Linked DNA regions of Sus scrofa: region 1 is linked to region 2. The links are chromatin contacts, called in public targeted proximity ligation maps. All regions are on one chromosome and are shown on one strand. The core of a region is the stretch at or near the end of the contact, and the rest is flanking DNA. Distances in the headings are between cores, read along the strand shown. Region 1 overlaps LOC102159901 (a long non-coding RNA gene). Region 2 overlaps LOC106510428 (a long non-coding RNA gene).

Region 1 (3,386 bases), core at 524-3,023, 660 kb after region 2:
CTTGTCTGACGTTATTAGGGAACCTGGGTGTAGTCACCCTTCCCTGTATCCACTGCACTCTTTGGAGCTTTCAGTACCTAGTGTTGAATTCTGGATTCATCCTGACTCTCCAGCATTCACCTGGGGACCAAGGCTCTGGTTCCACTGCTCTGGGACCCACTGTCAATGAGACTTTCCCCTCAATTATCCATGTAAACTCAGAAACTAAAGCCAGGAGGGCTTTCACTCTTCTCTTGCCTTACCATATTCGTCTCTGAAGGGATGAACCTGAGCCACAGAGTCTGTTACCTCCTAGAATGGAAAGCATGGGTACAAAACAGAAGGGAAACAGGGGGGAAATAATATTTTAAAAACATATATTTTATGCAGATGTTCATAAAAGGCTTTATATTACTGATGACCAGTTGAGGAAAGAAAGTAGCTTTGACTTCCTATAAAGGATATTTTTAGCTCTTAAGAAGGGGAGGAAGGAAGCTTACTCTGTGCTTTTGACTCCAGCTTCAGCGTCACACTGGCAGAGAGGAGAGGACTTGTACTTTCTTTCTTCTCCCCTCTTCTCCTCTTACAGAGCACCCTGACGATGGCAGAGGGACAGCTGTCAGGGCTGGGGCTTGAGCACCTCAGCAGCTGGCAGGCACAGGGAGATAAGGTACAGCTAGTACTCACAGCCTCTTCTACTGCAACCACCCATCCTAAACTAAGCATTAGGCACACCCTTAGGGGTTGTGTAAGCATTTGGTGATGAATTCCTTTAACTGGCCCTTGGCCAACATGATAAAGCCAAAACTATAAAACTCACAAAAGTACTGCAATAGGACAGAATCCACATTCTTTCTAGACAGAGAATGTTGAAAACTGCATATATACCATCCTTTGGGGATTTCGTTGTTTAGGAACATAATTCCCTAGGTTAATTTTTTCCCCCATAGGAGACTATTTTAAAGTGAGTGCAAAAAAAAGTTTTTTACAGTGTATATTACCTCTCTAGTTTTCGTATTATTTGTTAGAATAGGATACTCCTCTCAGCAAACCACCTCCATGTTTTACGGCAACATATCTATTGAGGCTCATAAATGCAGTTAAGACCAATAATTAGCAAATGCAATATTTTATGACTATGCATTTCCTTAAACAGGTGACTCTTAAGTACTGCTCTTATTATCACACCTGATCACACAATAAAAATATAATTTCATTTTACTGAAATGTTTGATTTATGCAGGTCTTTTACGTCATGCCAAGAATAAAGGATAATTAAGATTTCACTCAATAATCATTTATCAGAAAAGCTATATTGAAGACAAAAAAATGCATTGAACTTGAAGTTTTCTGGGAAAAGAACATGTAAACAATGCATTTGCAATCTGTATTTTCTTGTCAACAGTGTTCTGGACTTGGTAACCTGTATGCATTTCCTATACAAGAAGTTAAAGTGTGTGTCCTTGTGTCTTACCTCCTGCTTGGAGCCTTTGAAGTGTCATACCATCCCTGAATTATCACCTGCTTAATAAAGCCAGTTTTAAACCATGAAATGGCTTATGAGCTGCTATGTGTTACATAACATTTCCAATGGTTACTGTAGCAACATTTTGTCCTGTACAGCATTTCAGTCCCATGTGAAGTAGACTGTATTGTTATAGGATGCTTTGTCCCATAGTAATGACCGCAGTGAAGCTTAAGAGTTTCAAACACTGACTCCCCACTCCCTTTTGTCCTACCTGAAAGGCACCTACCAAGCCCATTTTCTCCTTTCATTTAAGATTAAAAGGAAGGACGCTCTGAAGAGGTTCGTCTGCTGTGCAACAGCGACCCCTACAGGCGAAATGCCTTGGTGGTGCTAAAACCTCCCAAAATTCCATGTTTCTGCTTCAAATCAAGTCCCACTTTATCATGGGAGTCATCACAACATTAATCCAGAACTGCGTTTACTTTGAGAACATGGGATATTTGTGATTCCCAAAAACCAAAGTCCAAAGCTTTAGGAGCTTTACTACTTACTCTCCACCTCACACAAGTCTTTGTCTTCTCTTTGTACCATGTAAGGGAATCGTGATTGAGTTGCTTTCTATTCATCAGCAAGTCAACGTAATAGCATATTTGTGCATAGTCAGAACACAACGCCTTTGATTTTCTCTTTTTTTGAGCAGAGAAAACGCTCGGAAAATAAGTTAAAATATCAGGAAGGAAGAAAAAAAATCCTAGCGCACTTGCTTTTCTGGGTTTGCAAATGTGTGTAGCTCAGGCACCCGATGATTCATCCCCTGAAAGTCTGAGCACTCCATTTGTTTTGTAGATTTCACTACCCCCTTTGTTCTGCTTCAAACCTTTCAGAGGACTGAAATGCATTATTACCTTGTTAAATCTCAACCGAAATCGCTTCTACAGCCTGAAGCTGTTTTGACGTGGGTTGAGCATCTCACACACAAAAGAATTGCTTTTGTTCCCAGAAGCTCTCATTGGCTAAGTGGCCTTTGTACCGAGCCAATCAGAAGCTAGTTGTTAGGCTTCGCTGGCTATTTTTAGCCTCACTCGCAAAAATACTTGGTCTTGGAGAAGGTAGGCTGCAGAATGAAAGTAGCATGTTAAAGCAAACAGCTAAATACATTTTGCATGTCGAGGCATGTCTGGCATTTTTTTTTTAATTTTTCATGCGTTGTTATATTAGCATGTGTTTCTGTAAACAATAAATTTAGGAATAGAACTGCATTTTCAGTTAAGAATTTTTCTTTTAGCAAAGAGGCACTAAGTCTAAGAAAGAGTCAGTATTGCTTTTTTTATCCAAAAGCATCTGGTTTCACAAACTCACAAAAACGCCAGTTACATATAGGGAATACTAAGGGTTCTTTTTTTTTTTTTTTTAAGAATTTCTATGAATTTCCATTTTGAGTTAATAGAAATTTTCAATGACTTGTTAATCATGAATTATAAAGTCACAAAATCATTCTCTTGCTTGACCTTTAAAGATCTATATAATTCTCCAAACAGGTATGCACATGGTGTGTAGCAATTAAAATCATAAATATTCAGTATGTTTTATGCACAGTGATAAAGCATTCTCTTGATCGTGTTCTTTCATTTGAGCCATTACTCAGTAGACACAAGAAGTATTCTCCCCAAATGCTCTTGAAGTGACAAAGCATTAGAACACACAATTTGTTAATTATCCAATATTATTAGGAAATGAAAGTTACCAAATGAGAAAAGTTGGGCCCTGAACTTTGGTTTTCCATCAGCCGCCTGTTTCACTGGGCAAAAAGGAGGCAGAGTCGAATTGAACCAAAGTTTCATAACTTAAAGCATTTTATTTGCAGGAAGAGAGCCCTCTTCCTGGGGGGAGGTGGGGTAAGAGCAAATCTATGTCTAATTAGTAAAAACATTTTCAGGTT
Region 2 (3,163 bases), core at 236-2,735:
CAACTGTGGGTCTAAGACTTTCACAAAATGAGAGGAAAGAAATTATGTGTAATTTTCTCATCTGAATTAGTTTCCTTTTGCCCACTCCTTTCCAAATTTCAACTTCTTAGTGTGTTGGCCAAATCCTACAGTGAATGTCACTTTAGAACTATCCGAATGGGAAAACCACAGAGCCCCACTTCTTTAAAATTATGCACAACAAATCCAGAATAATCAGAGGAAGCACAAGAAAGATTAAGTCTTACCTAAAGTGGAATTTAAGACATGCTGCAAGTAATTGATTCTCTTTCTAGGATAATTTGAGGACAAAGGCTTATTCGACTTCAACACGATAGCAGGGCACTATTTTAACATCAGTGTAAAGTCAGAATCACGAAGCCCCTTACTGATGTGACTGATGTATTTTTTTCTTTTTGCTACCACTGTACTGCCCCCTCTAGCACCTGCCACTCTCTGGCAGTTCTTTGTCTCCCCTCACTATTAGATTATGAATTCCTTGAGAGCAGGAATCTCTTATTTACTCTTATAAAAGGTATTTACGATATTTTCCATAATACCTGGTACATGGTGGGCAGTCAGCTGATGCTGGTTGAATGGATGAATGAATGCATGTGTGTGCACGCGCGCGTGCATGTAAGCGCGTGCCACGGCAAAAGCCGTACGCTAGCAGTTACACGTCTTGCATTCTGTTTGAGCTCTGCCATTAACTAAGTTACTTTGAACAGTTGATTTAATGTTTCTTCACCTGTAAGAGATGGTACCGAAAATCTGTCCATGCAAATGTTTATTTCTAGAGCAAAAGAGTCACTGCTTTTATAAAATGTGAAGTATAAAGCAGATGATAAATGGTTCAGATTTTGATATCTGACCACCATGTTTTGGGAACCTGGGTATCGTGTACTCTTTCTTTCTCATTTTGCCAAAGATTTCAGTTATTCTCCTTTCTGGCTCATTTTGGTTTTTTCTCATTGATCTTAGATTTAGAAAAAAAGTGAGAAAAACTGTCATTTTATTGACGATATTGAAGGTCAGAGAACTTTGTTTTTAATTTTTGCTGCTCGGGGCTCCATTTCTCGGAGCTGTTTCCATGCCAGCCTAAAATAGTCACCTGGTCCCTTCAGAATGTGTTAGAATTCTACTACAGGTTATGGCAGCGAAAGGAAACAGTGGGAGAAGGTAAATCAAGTTGGATTTTCTGAGAATGTTTCAAACCACAGGTTGGTTATTGGGTGCCATCTCCTTATTTTTAAGATCATAGAGTCTTACAACTATGCATAGGCATCAATTGCCCTAGAAAATTTTCCATGCTTTGGAAACACATAATTGCTAATAGGGCCACTGCAAAATCATCCTTCCATGTGGACTTGACCCAGAGAAGGAAATGTCCTACTCAAAATTTCAGGCTTCCTCCCCTGCAGAGAGGGAAGGAGAGGGAGGGCTGTCAGCAGGGGAGATAGGAAGAGGGCGGAGTTGGTGTAACCAGTGGAAAAAATCATTAACGAGTTTGTAAACAGTCGCAGTTCATTGAGGCAACTGCGTTTGAGACCGAGGGGGAAAAGATACCATAAATCCGATTGTCCTCAAGTCAGCAGAGAAGGAGATTGTTCATTTTGGGTCTTATTCTTCTGTGTTTCGAAGATTGATGTGAAAATGAAAGCAATGAGATACTTGTGTGTGTGCGCGTGTTTTTCCTGATTTGTTAAATGAAAAACCAGCTTCTGAGAAGGCAGGATTTTGAATGCACTACATAAGAGTTTTATTCAGAAACTCTCTTGGCTGTTATTTCAGAAAAAGAAATGTTTTCTTCCTTGATTTTAATAGAGCAATGAAAGGCTCAGAGAGAAATTTGTTGCCAGAAATAAGTTTAGGAGTCTCTGATTTGGGAGAGGGCTGGTGCACTGTGATCTAAAATTCAACGTGTTTGAAAATTATTGAGGGTTTCAAGGCCAGGGACTTGATGTTTTCCCAGCCAATCTGGTAGCTTGAAAAGGAGAGATCTTTAAAGCTTTGTCCCCCTCCGTGTGTGTGTGTGTGTGTGTGTGTGTGTGTGTGTGTGTGTGTGTGTGAAACAATTAAACATCAAGACAAATAATGCCCCTTCCCCAGCTCTCCGGGATGTGTTCCCCCTGGTCCTTGCTTTCCCCCTCCCCCAACAATCCCTTGTGCAGCCTCTGATTTCGAAGGTTCAGGGCAGCTCCGCCTGTGTAAGACAATAGATATGCAAGATAGCAACAGGGCAGTGGCTCTGAGGCCTTGGCCTTTATCGGGATTAACTGTTACACCAATAAGCAAAACAGGGCGGCAGGATTTTTCCATCGCTGGCCTTTGCTGTTCCTGGGTGCCAGATGGCATTATATCCATGAAAAAAAAAAATGCTGCATGTTATAATGTTGACCAGGCACTGTTACTTCCACTTGATCACACTGTTTGGGGCTCGCTTTGATGTACAAAACACTCCTAAGATAATGAAATGCGTTGGCAGCTGGCTAATGGCTGGGAAAGTGCAAACCCTGCCTTGAACTCTTACACCAGCCTATTCAATGGCAAGGTAACGGCAGGCCAGAGCTAGAGAGGGAGCAGAGAGGCTCGTTGCCAGGCAGGCCCGGGACTCCTGGGCAAGCGGCTGTAGAGGGGCTGGTATTTTTCTCTCTTCAATAGCAGTGGCCTGTGCCTGCAGCAAATGTGAAATAAATCCATCAAGGCCAAGCTCAGACTTACTTGGAAGTGGCTGCTGGAATTTGCATGAGAGCCTGGTGCACACAGGTAAACAAAGATAAACCAAAGTCGAGGTGATCTGAGAACTGTTAGATTTTGTTTCTGTACAAAGGAGGGCTTCGTCTCTATGCAAAAAAAAAAAAAAAAAAAAAAAAAAAAAAGAAAAGAAAAGAAAAAAGAAAAAGAAAGAAAAGGAAAAGGTCTTTTGAATTAAATTTGACTTTGCTGCTAATCTTTTCACTGGCCTGATTCCCTGGGAAAGTAGAGCATGCATAATTGGGTAGGGAGACATTTTCTCACCCCTCTCTCCCTGATGCTACAGGGCAGCTCCATGGAGATACACCTTGGGTACCAGCCCCTTTAGGAAGTCCCCCTGTGCTCCCATACCTCCTGCCCCCCCAGCCCTCCCAACCCAAGTTTGCTGGCCACCAAGTTCTTCCGCCACCTG

The links.
Region 1: a targeted proximity ligation map of skeletal muscle shows a contact between it and region 2, with 7 times the contacts expected there. A contact is called at or near these places in 1 of 47 Hi-C or Micro-C datasets (embryonic fibroblasts) and 1 of 2 datasets of targeted methods (skeletal muscle).

Annotation. Positions count from the first base shown.
Region 1 is chr5:91,508,973-91,512,358 of Sscrofa11.1, forward strand. All of the region lies in intron 4 of LOC102159901 (a long non-coding RNA gene), which reads left to right. Among named protein-coding and RNA genes, the nearest start is that of DCN, 170 kb to the right of the region's middle.
Region 2 is chr5:90,851,081-90,854,243 of Sscrofa11.1, forward strand. All of the region lies in intron 4 of LOC106510428 (a long non-coding RNA gene), which reads left to right. Among named protein-coding and RNA genes, the nearest start is that of BTG1, 37 kb to the left of the region's middle.